Regions from separate parts of the Zea mays genome. Here regions 2 and 3 are each linked to region 1. Evidence: chromatin contacts called from public Hi-C data. All regions are on one chromosome and are shown on one strand. The core of a region is the stretch at or near the end of the contact, and the rest is flanking DNA. Distances in the headings are between cores, read along the strand shown. Region 1 holds the start of LOC100382068. Region 2 holds the start of LOC100278970. Region 3 holds the start of LOC100191600.

What was found. A called contact is a pair of places that touch in the nucleus more often than the background predicts.
Region 2: a Hi-C map of leaf shows a contact between it and region 1, with 4 times the contacts expected there. The contact joins the promoter of LOC100278970 here to the promoter of LOC100382068 in region 1. A contact is called at or near these places in 6 of 25 Hi-C or Micro-C datasets (bundle sheath, ear, endosperm and 2 more).
Region 3: a Hi-C map of leaf shows a contact between it and region 1, with 7 times the contacts expected there. The contact joins the promoter of LOC100191600 here to the promoter of LOC100382068 in region 1. A contact is called at or near these places in 9 of 25 Hi-C or Micro-C datasets (bundle sheath, ear, leaf and 2 more).

The regions. Positions count from the first base shown.
Region 1 is chr1:143,152,541-143,157,358 of Zm-B73-REFERENCE-NAM-5.0, forward strand. LOC100382068 reads left to right here and starts at 2,261. Exons shown (of 2, transcript NM_001366767.1): 1 at 2,261-2,489; 2 at 2,563-4,818. The coding sequence starts at 2,459. The coding sequence ends at 4,397.
Region 2 is chr1:143,344,960-143,349,777 of Zm-B73-REFERENCE-NAM-5.0, forward strand. It overlaps LOC100278970, which reads left to right and starts at 2,819. Exons shown (of 4, transcript NM_001152063.2): 1 at 2,819-3,088; 2 at 3,169-3,251; 3 at 3,330-3,532. The coding sequence starts at 2,874. LOC100274631 reads right to left here and starts at 4,209. Exons shown (of 1, transcript NM_001365149.1): 1 at 3,544-4,209. The coding sequence starts at 4,148. The coding sequence ends at 3,765.
Region 3 is chr1:143,020,216-143,025,033 of Zm-B73-REFERENCE-NAM-5.0, forward strand. It overlaps LOC100191600, which reads left to right and starts at 2,360. Exons shown (of 4, transcript NM_001137029.2): 1 at 2,360-2,584; 2 at 3,321-4,704; 3 at 4,797-4,818. The coding sequence starts at 3,513.

The sequences.
Region 1 (4,818 bases), core at 1,011-3,510:
TATCATCCCATCCTTTCCAATATGTGGGTGACTGTAGAGACTTCGGTGCTGAGGTCCCCATGACTGGAGTTGGCTGGCCCCACAAGTCAGCGGGGATACACCTGAGGTTGTACACTAGAGCGTACCATTGTGTTTGACATGGACCTTTTGGCACCATACTAGAGGTGCGGATGTGGTTTGGTGGTGACGCGTCTTGTCGTGCTGACGCGGTTCAATAGTATCAGATCGACCCTTCCCCTTCACAAGTTTGCTCGGCATGGGACCTGATCGTCATCTTTGCCACGTAGCATTGCTTGGCAGAGGGTTGGTCGCCGCGTCCGCCTCGCGAGGTTGCTCGGCAGCGGGTCGGTCTGCTACTCCGCCTCGCAGGGATGCTCGACCGAGGACCGACCACCACCCCGCCTTGTGGGGTTGCTCGACAGCAGGTTGGTTGGCTACTCTGCCCCTAGGGATGCTTGGTAGAGGACTTAGTCGTCCGCTCCACCTCACGGGGTTGCTCGGCTGAGAACCTGGTCGTCCGCTCCGCCTCGCAGGGTTGCCTGGCAGAGGGTTGGTCGTCTGCCCTGCCTCGCTGGGTTGCCTGATAACGGGCTATCGGCTACTCCGCCTCGTAGGGTTGCTCGGTAGAGGATCGCCTACCTGCCCCGCCTCATGGGGTTACTCGACAGCAGGTTGGTCGGCTACTCCGCCTCACAAGGTTGCTTGGCAAAGGACCTGGTCGTCCGCTCCGCCGCGCAGGGTTGCTTGGCCGAGGACCTGGTTGTCCGCTCTGCCTCGCAGGGTTGCTCAGTAGAGGGTCGACCAGTCTGCGAGTGGGCCGTTTAAGAGGTTTTGGTGCTTCCTTTGGGCACCCGGTTCCTGGGTACTCGACATATATTATTTGAGAATTTTTAAATCTAGGATTTAGGTAGTATAATTATGCATAACTATTGGAGTTGTTTTTAGGGATGATTCAATGTATTCCATTTTACCAAAAAAATAATTTCTACTCTTGCCACTCGACTTCAAGCGCAATAATTCAATATATTTTAGGATAAATTTAATATTTTAAAATTGGTATGTATATAATTTGATGCTAATTTTTAGTTTTGTATATTATTGGCTCTCTACAATAACAATAACAGAAAGATCATCCGGATTTGAATTCACATCCGTATCTGAATTTAATATCTATGAAGATATAGAACAAATTTAAGATTTACTTTTCTTAATTTGCATAGCAGATTCTATGCCTATTTATTTGTAATGGAGAAAAAATAATACAAAGTTTTAACATTGAAATAAGTATCTCGATTCATCATAAAATCTATATCTATATCTATACTACTCAATTAAGAATCTAATGTGGGAGCATCTGATCACGTCCGCGTATATAAAAAAATAATGCAAAGCGAGCACTGAAACCCATAACCCCTTGCTCTAGAAATGTGAGGCTAACCATGTAACATGTAGCTTAATATTTAAAAATAATAATAATTTTATTTGAATAAATATTTCAATACCTATTTATAGATATATAAAAATTGTAGCGAAGCACTCGCTAGTTACTATATTAGTTACTATATTAAAAACCTAATATGGACATCTCATGCTACCCTGGGGCTTTACTCTCCCTACGCCTAACGCCTAACGTCCGTACAACACGTACAAAAAAATACTACAAAACGAACACTAGAATTCACGCCATCTTACTCTAAAAATTTAGAGCTAGCCATTAAACCATTTGTACTATAATATTTAAAAATAAATAATAATTATGTTTGTAGTCTAGCGGTCCCTCTCCCACTGCACCTAGAGATGTCCAAACGGGCCGCCCGGCCCGGTCCGGCCCGGGCCCGGTGAAGCCCGGCCCGTTTTAGGCCCGGCCCGCCAGGCACGATTAAAAAACCGGGCCGGGCCGGCTAAGCACGCGGGCTCAATTTCTTGTCCGAGCCCGGCCCGCAACGGGCCTAAACGGGCCGGGCCGGCCCGTTTAGCTCGAAAAAACGGGCCGAAAAGCAGGCTATGCGGGCCGAAAAGCACGTTTTAGTGTAAAAAAAGCGGGCTTAACGGGCTTAGAGCTAAACGGGCCGTGCCGGGCTAGCCCACCGTGCCTAATTTCCTGTCCGAGCCCGGCCCGCTTATTCGTGCCGGGCCGACCCGGGCCCGCATATAACTGGGCCGTGCCGGGCTCGGACCGGGCCCAAAAAGCGGGTTTCGTGCCGGGCTCACGGACCTCGTGCTTATTGGACATCTATAACTGCACCCCGTGGCAAGAGCACAGACGTAGTTAATGATGAAGTTGGCGATTCTTTGCATCGAAGCATCCAGCCGAGGAAATCAACGGTTACAATTGGATGGTTGGTCCGACCACAATCAATCTTAGTCGCACAACGCGCCTCCCTGCTCCAGTTTTCCATTCCTTGCGCCCCCTTCAGATCCGATCTGATCCACGCCGGCGAGACACCGGAGGACCGCCATGACGCTCAGCCTCCGTCGCAAGCAGCTCGGTAAGCCCCAAGTCCCTGACTCCATTGTCCGTGTCTGTACAGGCTCTAATCCCGCTCACTGCCTCTGATCCAGATGTTATCGTGCGGATGCTGCACCTGAACCAGCAGCAGTTGCCGAACGGCGGCGAGGGACAGGGAGAGGACGATGCGTACAAGATCCTGGTTATGGATCCGCCCTGTATCTCCATCCTCTCGCCTGTGCTCAAGCTCGGCGACCTCCGCCACCAAGGTGTCACCCTCACCCTCGCCATCGATCGTCCGCGGCAGGCGGTGCCCGATGCGCCGGCCGTCTACTTCGTCCGGCCCACCCCCGGGAACGTGGACCGAGTAGCGGCCGACGCCGCCGCGGGGCTCTACGGGTCTTTCCACGTCAACTTCTCCACCTCCGTCCCGCGACCCCTGCTGGAGCGCCTCGCAACCGCCTGCGCCGCCGCTCCGCCCGCGTGTGCGGGCCGCGTGGCGCGCGTTGCTGACCAGTACATCGACTTCGTCTGCATCGAGGATGACCTCTTTTCGCTAGCGCAGCCCCGGGCCTACGTCGCACTCAACGACCCCGCCGCTGCCGACGCCGACATCACTGCCCTCGTCGACGCCGTCGCGCTGGGCCTCTTCTGCGTAGTCGCCACGCTCGGTGTTGTGCCTGTCATCAGTTGTGCGCGCGGCGGGCCAGCGGAGATGGTGGCCGGCGCCCTCGACGCCCGGCTCCGCGATCACCTACTCGCCAAGCCCAACCTCTTCACGGAGGCTGCATCTGCCGCTGTCACGTCATTCCAGCGCCCTGTGCTGTGCCTCTTCGACAGGAATTTCGAGCTGTCTGTAGGGGTGCAGCACGACTGGAGCTACCGCCCATTGGTGCACGACGTGCTTGGCTTGAAGCAGAACAAGCTGAAGTTGCCGGCAGAGAAGTACGAATTGGATGACTCTGATAAATTCTGGGTGGCAAACAGCTGGTCTCCATTCCCCAAAGTTGCTGAGGAAATCGAAGCGCAGCTTGCCAAGTACAAGCAGGATGTGGATGAGGTGAACCAGCATACTGGTGGTGGCAAGGTTGGGGTTGAGTTTGATGGTACTGATCTAATTGGCAACACTAAGCATCTCATGAATGCGGTGAACTCACTGCCAGAACTGACAGAGCGGAAGAATATGATTGATAAGCACACCAATATTGCAACATCTTTGCTTGGGCATATCAAGGAGAGGTCTCTGGATGGATACTGCAGCTGTGAAAATGATATGCTTGTGAGTGGCACTGTCGACCGGAATACACTGCTGAGTCTCATCAGAGGGAAGGGTACCAAGGAAGATAAGCTTCGGCTAGCTGTGACCTACCTGCTGTCCTTTGCGACACCACCATCATCTGAGCTGGAGCAGGTTGAGGCCGCTCTGCGGGAATCGGAAGTTGACATGTCTGCATTTCAGTATGTGAAGAGGATAAAGGCATTATTGAATACCCAATTTGCAGCTGCCTCAGGCACAGCAACTAAGAGCAACATCGTCGATTGGGCAGAGAAGCTGTATGGGCAGTCCATTGGCGCTGTGAAGAATCTCTTGTCAGATAGTAGGCAGCTGGCCTTGACAAGAACAGTTGAAGCTCTTATGGAAGGGAAACCAAACCCAGAGGTGGATGACTACCTTTTGTTTGATCCACGGGCTCCTAGGTCAGGAACTAGTGGGCAGTTTAAAGGACCCTTCAGAGAAGCCGTTGTTTTCATGATCGGTGGTGGAAATTACATTGAGTACAAGAGCTTGATAGAGCTAAAGCAACGCTCACAGCCTTCCAAACATGTTATATATGGTGCAACAGAAATTCTTAGTGGGGCCGAGTTTATTCACCAACTGGCAGAATTGGGGCAGAAAGCAGGGTTGGGTGGTGGCAGCAGCAACATACCACCAGGTTCAGCACAATAGGTAGGATGCTCTTACAAGACCTTTTAATGTTAAGGAGTGATTCGAGCTTCAGGGACTACGGTAAATACGCTCATACCCCACATTTTATTTTAAGGAGCGTTCCAGGCTGCATAGATTAGTGATATCAAATTTCATGAAAAGTTTATGCCCCTTCGATTGATTAGTTGTCAATACATAGCTTTGTTGTTTCAATTTGGGTTTTGATATTGCCCATGTATGACTATTTTTACTTTTCTGTACTCTATTTCCTTGCCCCCCTCCCTTTATTTTACTAAGAAATTTTTCTTGGAATTCTGTTTGCACACTCAAAGAAATCCGTTCATGAATATTTGTAACAGAAACCTAGTTCTGATGTTTGGATAATTTGATTTTGGTTGAAATCTTCATAGTTCCAGGCTGTTACATCTTTTACTTGTAGTGC
Region 2 (4,818 bases), core at 1,569-4,068, 190 kb after region 1:
GCGCGCCCTGGAGATTCCCGAGAGTGGTCTGTTCGCTTGTGTGCGGGCCTGGTGCACCGGACACTGTCCGGTGCACACCGGACACTGTCCAGTGTGCCATTGACATCACACTCTCGTGTCTTGCTCCAAATTTATTTGAGTCCCCAACTTGAATTCTTGCTTGGTTTGTGTTGAACCTTTTGCACCTATGATAAATGATATCTAGGCAAACTAATTAGTCCACGTGGTTTGTGATGGACGTCAACCATTAAAATCGATTATAGGAAATGATTAAGCCCATTTCGCTTTCACATGTCACGGTGATTATCAAGAACATTATTAGGTAAATAAAAGTGATCAAGGGCACAACTTGCCTTTTTGGTGCAACTACAGGTACTTCTCCAATTGGAGCTTCAGGTTCCTCGAGACCTCGCTTCTATTCGTAGCAATACATATAGAGAGACAAATAATAGGTAAAAATAACATTACACCAAGCATGAGAACAAATTGTGTAATAACATTCCACGTGTCGCTACAAAATTTTAGGTTCAAGAACCACTAAAATCAGAGTTAAAATGGAGATGTTATGAATTTCTGAAGTTTCTAAGTTATTTCATATTAAGTTTTATATTTAAAACCATTTTTAACAATTAATTTATAAGAAAAACTGAGATCTATGTTGTGGGTCATATTCTAGATAAGTTTAGGGTCTATTTTCTAAAATTCTGGACCTCACGGTAATAGTCTTTGATTAGAGATGGACTGCAGATTATTTCCCCCCGACTTTGGGGACTCTTTAGCAAAAATCCACGACCGAAGTGGTATCCTCGCGACTGGGCCATCCATCCTGAGATCAATGGCTCAGATTTAATCTACGAAGGGGTACGCTCTGATGTAATCCTAGCCCTCCATCTCACAACTGGCGACCTGGATTTAAAAACACCTAGATCCAATCCAGATCGATGGATCGCAGATCAATGGCTCAGTTTTAACCAAGCATAACAGTTCACTTCTTCTAATTTGGGCCGTTTGTTCCGTGGTCGACGGCCAGCGCGTTATCTTCTCACCCAGACATCCGAGAACGGCGGCGCTGTCGGCCTCCATGGCAGACGGATGGCCGTAGCCACGCCATTCAGCGGTGTAAGGCCATAAACCATAATCCGAAGGCAGCCACACGATGCATACACCAATGTGAATCACACGGAGAAGTTCTTACCTGGAGCTCCAGCGATGAATCCTCTCATCACTGCAGCGACACCCGATGAATTGGTGACATCTGACATCCCTAACTTTCACGAGTCCTGACGAACCTCCTCGACCACATACTGCAGCAAATTGATGGCGAGGCTGAGCACATAATCGGGGTGGCGTCAATTCTCTCTCTCTCTATATATATATACGCTTGACAATGGATGCAGTCGCTTTCTAGGGTCCTGTGGAGGCCGCAATGGCTAGAGGAGAGGTAGGCGGCCATGTTATATTCTCGAGGGGTCGACACACGGGCTGAAACTAGGAAGATTTTGTGAGCCGCGCGAATCTTGGGCAGTTGTAACAACTTTGTTCGCGACGGACTTGACGGGGAAGAAGCTACTAGCAAATGGGCCCCGGACACCACTAACTTGTTGTTTTTTCGCGCGGTGAATGGGGTGGCTGAAGTGCGGGTCCCACGAGCTAGAGACGTGAAGCGTGAGACATTGGCGGGTGGGTCGCGAAGTCAGTGATGCGAGCGAATTGTGAAACTGGCCTAACGGCCCCACCTGCTCGAGCGCACCTCACGCAGATGACTAAGCAGGAGGCCCACCAGGCAGAGGAATTTGGCCAGCGCACGATAGTGACTGATCGGTGGGGTCTCCAAGTCAGCAGACGCGCGGCTGGAGTACTGCTGGATCGCACTGGTGATGCGGTTCTGGGCCGGAATGTAGGTTTCGGCCCAGACAAGGTAGTCTCTCTCTATATATATTTTTTATTTTCATTTTTTCCTGTTTTCTTTTTCTTGTTTTATCATTTCTCCTATTTCAAATATAGTTTGAACACCCAATTAAATGCACAATCAACAAAAAAGGCTCCGCATGCAATGCATGGTTGATTTTACTTATATACCAATTATTCATTTAGTCAAATGCCTCATATGCAACCCTTAGAGAATAGAAATGGTTATCTAATAATATTAACTCCTCGTGTAGAACTTTCATTAAGAGATGTTGTTTTTTAAAAAATATAGTTTAACAAAAAGTGGATAAATTAACTCATTTGGTGTAATATTTTATTAGAAAATATATTTACTTTGGGATAAGTAACTTGAAAGGTAATAAGATACTTATTAAAAGATATTTCAATTTAAAACTTTTAAAAAACTTTTATAAATCCTAAAATATAATTTTAGGGTGTTATACGTTGTCATCGCTAGTTCAGCGAGCCATACTCGAGTGCACTTGATACTTGATCGGTAAAGAAAGCGGGAAGTTTATGATGATATACGAAACTTACAAGCCACGTGTCGTCATAGGGTTACGTCGATCCGAACTAACTGAGAAAATGAAAAAGGATATCCACCCGAACGTTGTTGCTTGGAAGCTTCAGGTTTCGGCACCAGCATGCTAGCATGTCTGCTATCCGTCTCACAATCCACACATGACACCGCATCCCCTTTTGCCTTCCCAAGGCTATATCTGATCCGGAAATCGACTGCCTTTGACGTGCACAGATCATTCACCCTAACTTCACATCCAACAATTCCTTGCAAGCTAACGAATGGACACGCTTTCAATCCTCACGCCGTTGCGCGTGGCGAGGTGTCCATGTTGTACATATACGCGCTCGTTCCACGTTGTTGATCGATGTGCATAAGGACCCAGCGATCAGGAGCTGACTGTTTTGTCCTCCAGCAATCGGCCATGTCGTCCCTGGTCAGGTCGTTCGGGTCTCTCTACTCCCAGAAGCTCCGCTCCACCACCCGTCTCGGATCCGCGACGGCGGCGCCACCGCGTTTCCAGGCGTTGGTCCGATCGGGATTCTCGGGCTCCAGCCACGGGGGAGACGTGAGACGTCCGCCGGCTCGGCCGAGCCAGCATCAGTCTCAGGACAAGGAGCGGACGCCTTTCTTCATCTTGTGATTGCTCGACTGTTCTGTCCGTTGTACAGTTATTAGTGGGTCCCGGTGCGGCTCCTAATTCCTCTGCTGCACTGCAGGGCAAGGCTGGCCGTCGGTTCTATTCTTGCTGCTGCAGCGCCAATGCTGCATTCCAGATGGGCGTCGTTCCTGCTGATTCAGAGTAGAGCAAAGAGCCCTGTACCGCGCGCCGCGAAACTCTGCACCGATGCAAAATTTAACTCTGCGCCGATGCCATCAGGTGAGGTGGATATGGTGAAAGACACGGCGGAGGTAGTGGCGGAGGCCGTCGAGGACGCGGCCACCGTCGCAGAGAAGGTGTCGTCGGAAGTGGCCGAGCAGCTGCCCGAGAACGGGAGGCTGAGGACAGCGGTCGTGCTCCTGGAGCACGCGTCCAAGGAAGTCGCCGAGGAGGCACACCTTGCACAGAACATCATCCACAAGGTACACACCAGCTTGCAGTGTCATATGTTTGCTTGCGGAGCATAGAAACAACTCCCGTTCAGAAAATTGATAGGATTACACATCCTCATCTCTGTCTCAGACCTCTAAATGACAAACAAACAAATAAATAAATAAACAATGGATCGTAAAACAGAGCAAACAGAGGGCATCTATCAACAACAGCAGAGCGGCTCAGGTGCAGCTGCAGCTCCTCAGATCCACTTCCGGATGTCTAGAACACGACGGCGGCGGCTGCCACAGCGCCGGCGATGGCGACGAAGCTGATGGCGGAGGCAGATGCGGCTGTGCTCTTCTCCGTGACGGGCGCGGCGGCCGGAGTCAGAGCGGAGGCTCCCGCCGGGGCCATCGCGTCGCCAAATCCCGCACCGGCGGGGCTCGTGGCTGGAGCGTCGGCGGAGGGGGCGGACGCCGGCGACATCGTGGGAGGCGAGGGCGGGGAGGCCATGGGGGCCCTGGTCGGCGGCGGCGGGAGAGGGGCCATCTTGGGTGGCGCAGGGGCTGGGGCGCGCTTGGGCGACGCGGCAGGGGCCTGCGCCGTGGCCGCGACGGCAAAGAGGGCGAGGAGAGCAACGAGGACGGCGGCGACGCGGGCCATCGATCTCACCAAGTGACAGTGACTTCCTTCCTGGATTGTATAGTTAAAAAAACTTGGCGATGAGAGAAGGCCGCACGCGACGCCGTATTTATAGGCGAGGCGGCAGTGGCCGCTGGGTTCGTTTTCAAATACTTTCGGGTACTTATTAGCCGTTGGCCCTGGTTGCTTGTGTCCAGTGCAACGGCGGCACACGACGGGCCACCGGAAGCAGCTCGTGAATCGTGATAGGACATGGGACCGTGACGTCGTGCGCAACGGCTAGTTGTGCGTGAGCCAGGGCGGCCGGATCCTCGACGGACGGCGAAGATGGCCCTCTTCGCAGTCGGCCGTGGCTAAGGCCAGCTAGCCGTTGCGTGTCGTGCATAAAAAAGCCGCTGTCCCTGGCCGGCTTTCAAGCGAGGAGGCCAACCTGCTAGACTGGCAACGGAAGCCAAATGATGCCTGCCACGACGCCGCCGCACCGAAGCGCGCCCCCGGTGAATGCATAGTGTTGTGTTCAAAAGCAATCGTGTCGCCAGTCACGCAATGCTCTTTGTTTGGAAGTAAGATAATTGAAGGGCTATAATAATTTCCTAAACACGTCCTTAGAGAGGACACGTTTTTGGTAGGCTGCATATAGAGATGGCAACGGGTACAAACCCGATGGGTTTTGCCGTCCCAAACCCGTACC
Region 3 (4,818 bases), core at 1,110-3,609, 130 kb before region 1:
TAAGTTTAGTATGGACTATGCATATTGAGCTATCATAAAAGGACAGTACATCCAAACATTTATGAAGAAATACTTTATAGAACTCACCAATGTAAATGAGCGTAAGAAAGTTGAAGAGCATTCCAACGAATGAAACCAGCCACAAAATTAGTTTCACCTTTTGTACTAAGGAGAACAGGAAAAGGTAAGACCATATATAGTTAGGAAAAATATACATTAGAGAGTGTGTGAGAAACTGAGAAGCTCGAAGAAAGAGAGAGATATTTATAAAACTTTCCTATCTGTCTTGATGGCGATGTCATGACCGACAACCAACAACCTATTGATCCATACAAGAGCATAATCTGCAGCTTTTTCAAAAACTACATTTGAAACCTCAAGGTTAGGAAGAGGCCTATGGAGGAACCAAAACAATTGTTTAAGTTACATTAAAATTAAACTGTACATTGTTTATCACAGAATATGACGCAAGATCGCAAAAATCTAATATCAATCAAGGACATTGAAAAATGATTAACAAATCAATTCTAAGCAATCAGGAAAAATGATTACACTGATTCAAATCAAATGATGTTAACTTCTATCAAGTTAACAGATCATACACATTGACTTGGTGCTACGAGTTGCTGAAGCATAATAATATGAACAATTGTCAACATCAAAAAACAAAAAAGGCATAGAGCACTCGGTACAAGGTAATGACATAAACACCTAAGCCTGCCTTGTATAAGGGATAGTATAACATTACTACAGGCTATGGAGACAAATGACACATGCTATGGTTTCACACATTAGGAACAGAGAAGGGGTGCACATACCTGGTGGGTGAGCGTCGCAGGCGGAAGTCCCAAAGGCCCGAGCACCGAGCGTAGGGCGGAGGCGACAACAACCATGGAAGGAGGAGATGGCGGATAGAAACCGAGGCCTAACGAAATACCAACCGAACCAATCCCGATGAATCCTAAACTGTTAGGGATAAGCGTGCATAAGTTAGTGCTCCTATTCCTTGCACGATGCAGCAATAAGCAATAGGGTGGTTGCGAGGAAAAACTTAAACGATCCGTCCGAGCAGCAAGGAACAGGGCACCTTACCTAGCAGCAAAGGGATTAAACCGGTAGAGATGTGGATTGAAACATTAATGTCTATTTGGATGGGGAGGCAGTTGCGGAGTTTGGTGGTGAGCGCATTGAAAACGGAGGTCGGCCAAGAGGTCATGGCGCGCCCACTCCTCTCCGTCGCGAATGTATGGCAGGGGCCTGCCATCAGAGTACCTGGCTTGCGAAGTGGCCGTGAGGAGCAGCTCATCCCACTTGGAAGCCTCGCGCTCGAGCCACTCGGCGCGGGCACACAGCGCGGCGACGTCGGCCTCGACATCGAAGAGGTGCGTGTGGAGGACGTTGGCCTCATTTGCGGCAGTGCCCGCGCTTCGTCCTAGCGTGACGTGATTGATGGTCGCGATGTCGGTCTCAGCAGCGTGTGGAGGAAAAAGCGTAGGGAGGCATCGAAGAGGTGCAATGTGATCGGTGGTCGCGATGTTATTGGTGCGAGCCCACGTCGTCGCCGTCTTGGTCGGTGCCGAGGAAGCGATGGTTGAATACGAGGGAGGGGGTCGCTGAGATAACGATGCTCGTGGGCGTGCAGGAGGAGCGCCATTGGTTTCTGTGTGCCGGTTGCGATGGTGATCAACAGTTGGAGATGATGGGGCAACTCTAGTTGAGGTGAGGGAGCGAGATCCTCGGCCCAGTTGCGGCGTCAGCTCTCTGATGGAGTGCGGGCCAGCACAGATGGAGCGCATGCCGAGTACGTGGGCGGCCCGGCGAGCGCAATGAAGCATGTGCGAGGATGAAAGGGAGCAGGGAGGAGGTTGGAAGGGGCGGGCGAGGCCAGGAAAGACAGAGGCGGGACATGCTGTAGGGGTGGACGTCCACATACGCTCTTATAGTGTAGTAGAGATTGATGGCTATGACTCCTAAAAGGCATTGAGTCGAGCATCGTATATAAAGAAGTAACAAAAAATGATATATTCTATAAATAAGATAGCTATAATATTGACACTTTCATAGGTCTATAGAATAATAACCGAGGTTACCCTTTTTAGAAGGACTAATAAATCTATAACTTGTCATCGCTTCCTATATATATTATAAAAATAAATAAAATAAAATACCAAAGACGACGGGAGTATTCTCCGACTCTCCTTGGTTGCGGCCGGCACCAAGTGGCTAGTGGGAGTGACGTCCGAATCAACTGTCACCGTGTGGCCACCGCGTGCGTGCTTGCCTCCACCACCAGCGCGACAGGCGCCAAGCATCCATGCTTGTCCTGTCTATTTCTACCGTCTCACCTCTCGTCCCGTCTTCTCCACGATGGGCCACGCCACACCACTGAGCACCCTTCCTCCCTGTTCTTGCCTCTGTCCTATACTACTACTACTACCCATCTTTAGCCGCCGCGTGCATGCAAGAAGAGAAATAGCCGCCGATCGATCAGCGCTCGACCGACCCGTCATCCTTGACGAACGACCAGCTAGGAAACAGGAGGCACCTTCTTTGCACGTGTCAGTGCCAGCCAGACGAACCCAAGGTGAGGCCTCGCTGTTCAGAACCCTTTAATGCCCCCCTCCTTTGTTTGGCGTGCCTCTGCTTCGTCTTCGTGGTATATAAATGCTTTCCCCTCTTCTGTGATCGCCTTTGTGCCTGCGCCATTGGGGCCTGTTTGGAGAGGGGGGTTGCCGTCCAAATCGAACCAGGCTCTGAACATCCGTAAAGCAACCCCCCTCTCCATTCCAAACAGGCCCTCCTGCCTCCGTTCCTGGTAAATCCTTGAATTCTCGTGCTCATCCGGGCCTTCTTGTTTGCTGTGTGTGTATGTAGACGTTAGCGCTTCTTCTTACATGGTTCTGAATTCTCATGTCGAATCGTTGTTTGCTAGTCTGTATTTTTTTTTCTGTGTGGTTGTGAATCGGACGAGAATGGGGAAAAAACGAAGGTGGTCAATTTTGTTTCCATCGCGAATCTGATGATCTTTTTCCCCACCCACACGGCTTGTTGTTGTTTGCGTCAGTAATGGAATAACTTTGGCTCTGTCATTGCATATCATTTTCAGCCGTCTGGCAGTTGAAGGGGAGTCCCGGTCTGCTCATTCTTTCGCAGTCTGATGATATATATGTATATTCTTTTGCGTTTGAAGGACTCCTGTGTGTTGTTAAATTAAACTGGTTTCCGCGTCCGTTAGGACTTAGGAGACCTCATCGCGTAACAGCCTTCCAAAAAAATAAAGAGAGCCCCCTTCTCAACCAGCTGCTGATTAATTGGTGCAGGGCTAGCTGTCAGGACGGCTCAGCTCCAGCTTTGCGGCCCTCCAGCTCTCCCCAGTTCAAGTTCAATATTGGCGAGCATGCGAGTTTGCCCTCTTCCGTCGTCGTCATCATCATCGTCCTCGCGATCCCGGCGTCCCTGTTTCGGCCTACGCCTCCCGTAGACAACAGTTGCGCCCTGCTCTCCGGCAAGCTATGGCCAAGCTGAGCTGCTTCCCCGCTCTGCTCCCCGGCAAGAGGAAGAAGAAGACACGCAAGATCACCGATGCTATCAAGGCCAGCGGCAACGAGTGCCCCAAGGTGAAGCCGGTCGAAGTCGAACTCATCGACCCGACGCTTGGTGCAGGCGTCGTCCAGGACGTCGTCCCCGCCGAGCTCTCGGTCCCCGTGGAGGACCGCAACAATAAGGAAGCGGCTGATCAACTGGTGTTGGTGAAGGAGAGCGATCTGTCAGATTTCGACTTCAGCTTCCACGCGGCCATGAAGCCCGTCCGGTCCGACAGTGACGTGGCACTGGACACCTCGGCCGACGCTGCGGTGGCGGACACATCGCCGAAGCTGAAGCGGTCTTGCTCCAACATCGAGACTAAGCGACCAGGCTCGCGTTCCGCGCCCGAGATGCCGGCCCGGTCGCGCTCCTACGGCGATCTGGGCAACCTGGTCGCCGGCCTCGCCCTGGACGCGACGGCGACCCCGCACGGCGCGCCGGAGGCCAGTCCGGCGTCCGTGAAGACGTCGCGCACTGCCGACCGCGTGATGCTGAAGAAGCGGTCGTCCAGCCAGGTGCTGCCCTCGCGCAGCCGGAAGCTCTGGTGGCGGCTCTTCCTCTGGAGCCACCGCAACCTGCACATGCCGCGGTCGGCGCGCACGGCCCACCGATCGTTCTCGCCTGGCCGCCACGACGGGTACACCTCGGACACGTTCGAGGAGGGCCCGGCCGCCGACCGCAAGAACAAGACGGTCATGGTCGACGAGTCGCCGCCAGCAGCGTCTGTGCCCAACCAGTGGGTCGCCTTCTGCGCCGAGAGCTCCATCCACGACCGCGTCAGCGCGTGGGTCAGCAGCATCGAAAGCGAGCCTCCGTTCGATATCGCCGAGGAGGATGACGACAACTACGACGGAGAGGACGATGAGGAGAATGGCGAGTGTGCGGCGTCGCAGCCGCGCCATCTCGAGCTCGGGGAGCCATCGTCCGGGAAGGGCGGAAACAGCAAATCCAAGCGCTGCGCAACGACGGCCGACGAGGTCGTCCAGGCCAACACCGTGGTGCAGTCCCTGAACGCCTTCTCGTCGGTGGCGCACATCTCAGGGATGGGCCTCAAGGTGGTGCCGATGATCGCGCCCTTCTCAACCCTCCGGGCCGTCAACCTCTCCAGCAACCTCATCGGTGAGCAGAGCACTAATTTAATGAACTGCTTATTACTCTTCAGTAACTAACTATCAGTAATTAACTATGAATAATTTGAGTTGCTGCTGCAGTTCATATCTCCCCTGGATCGCT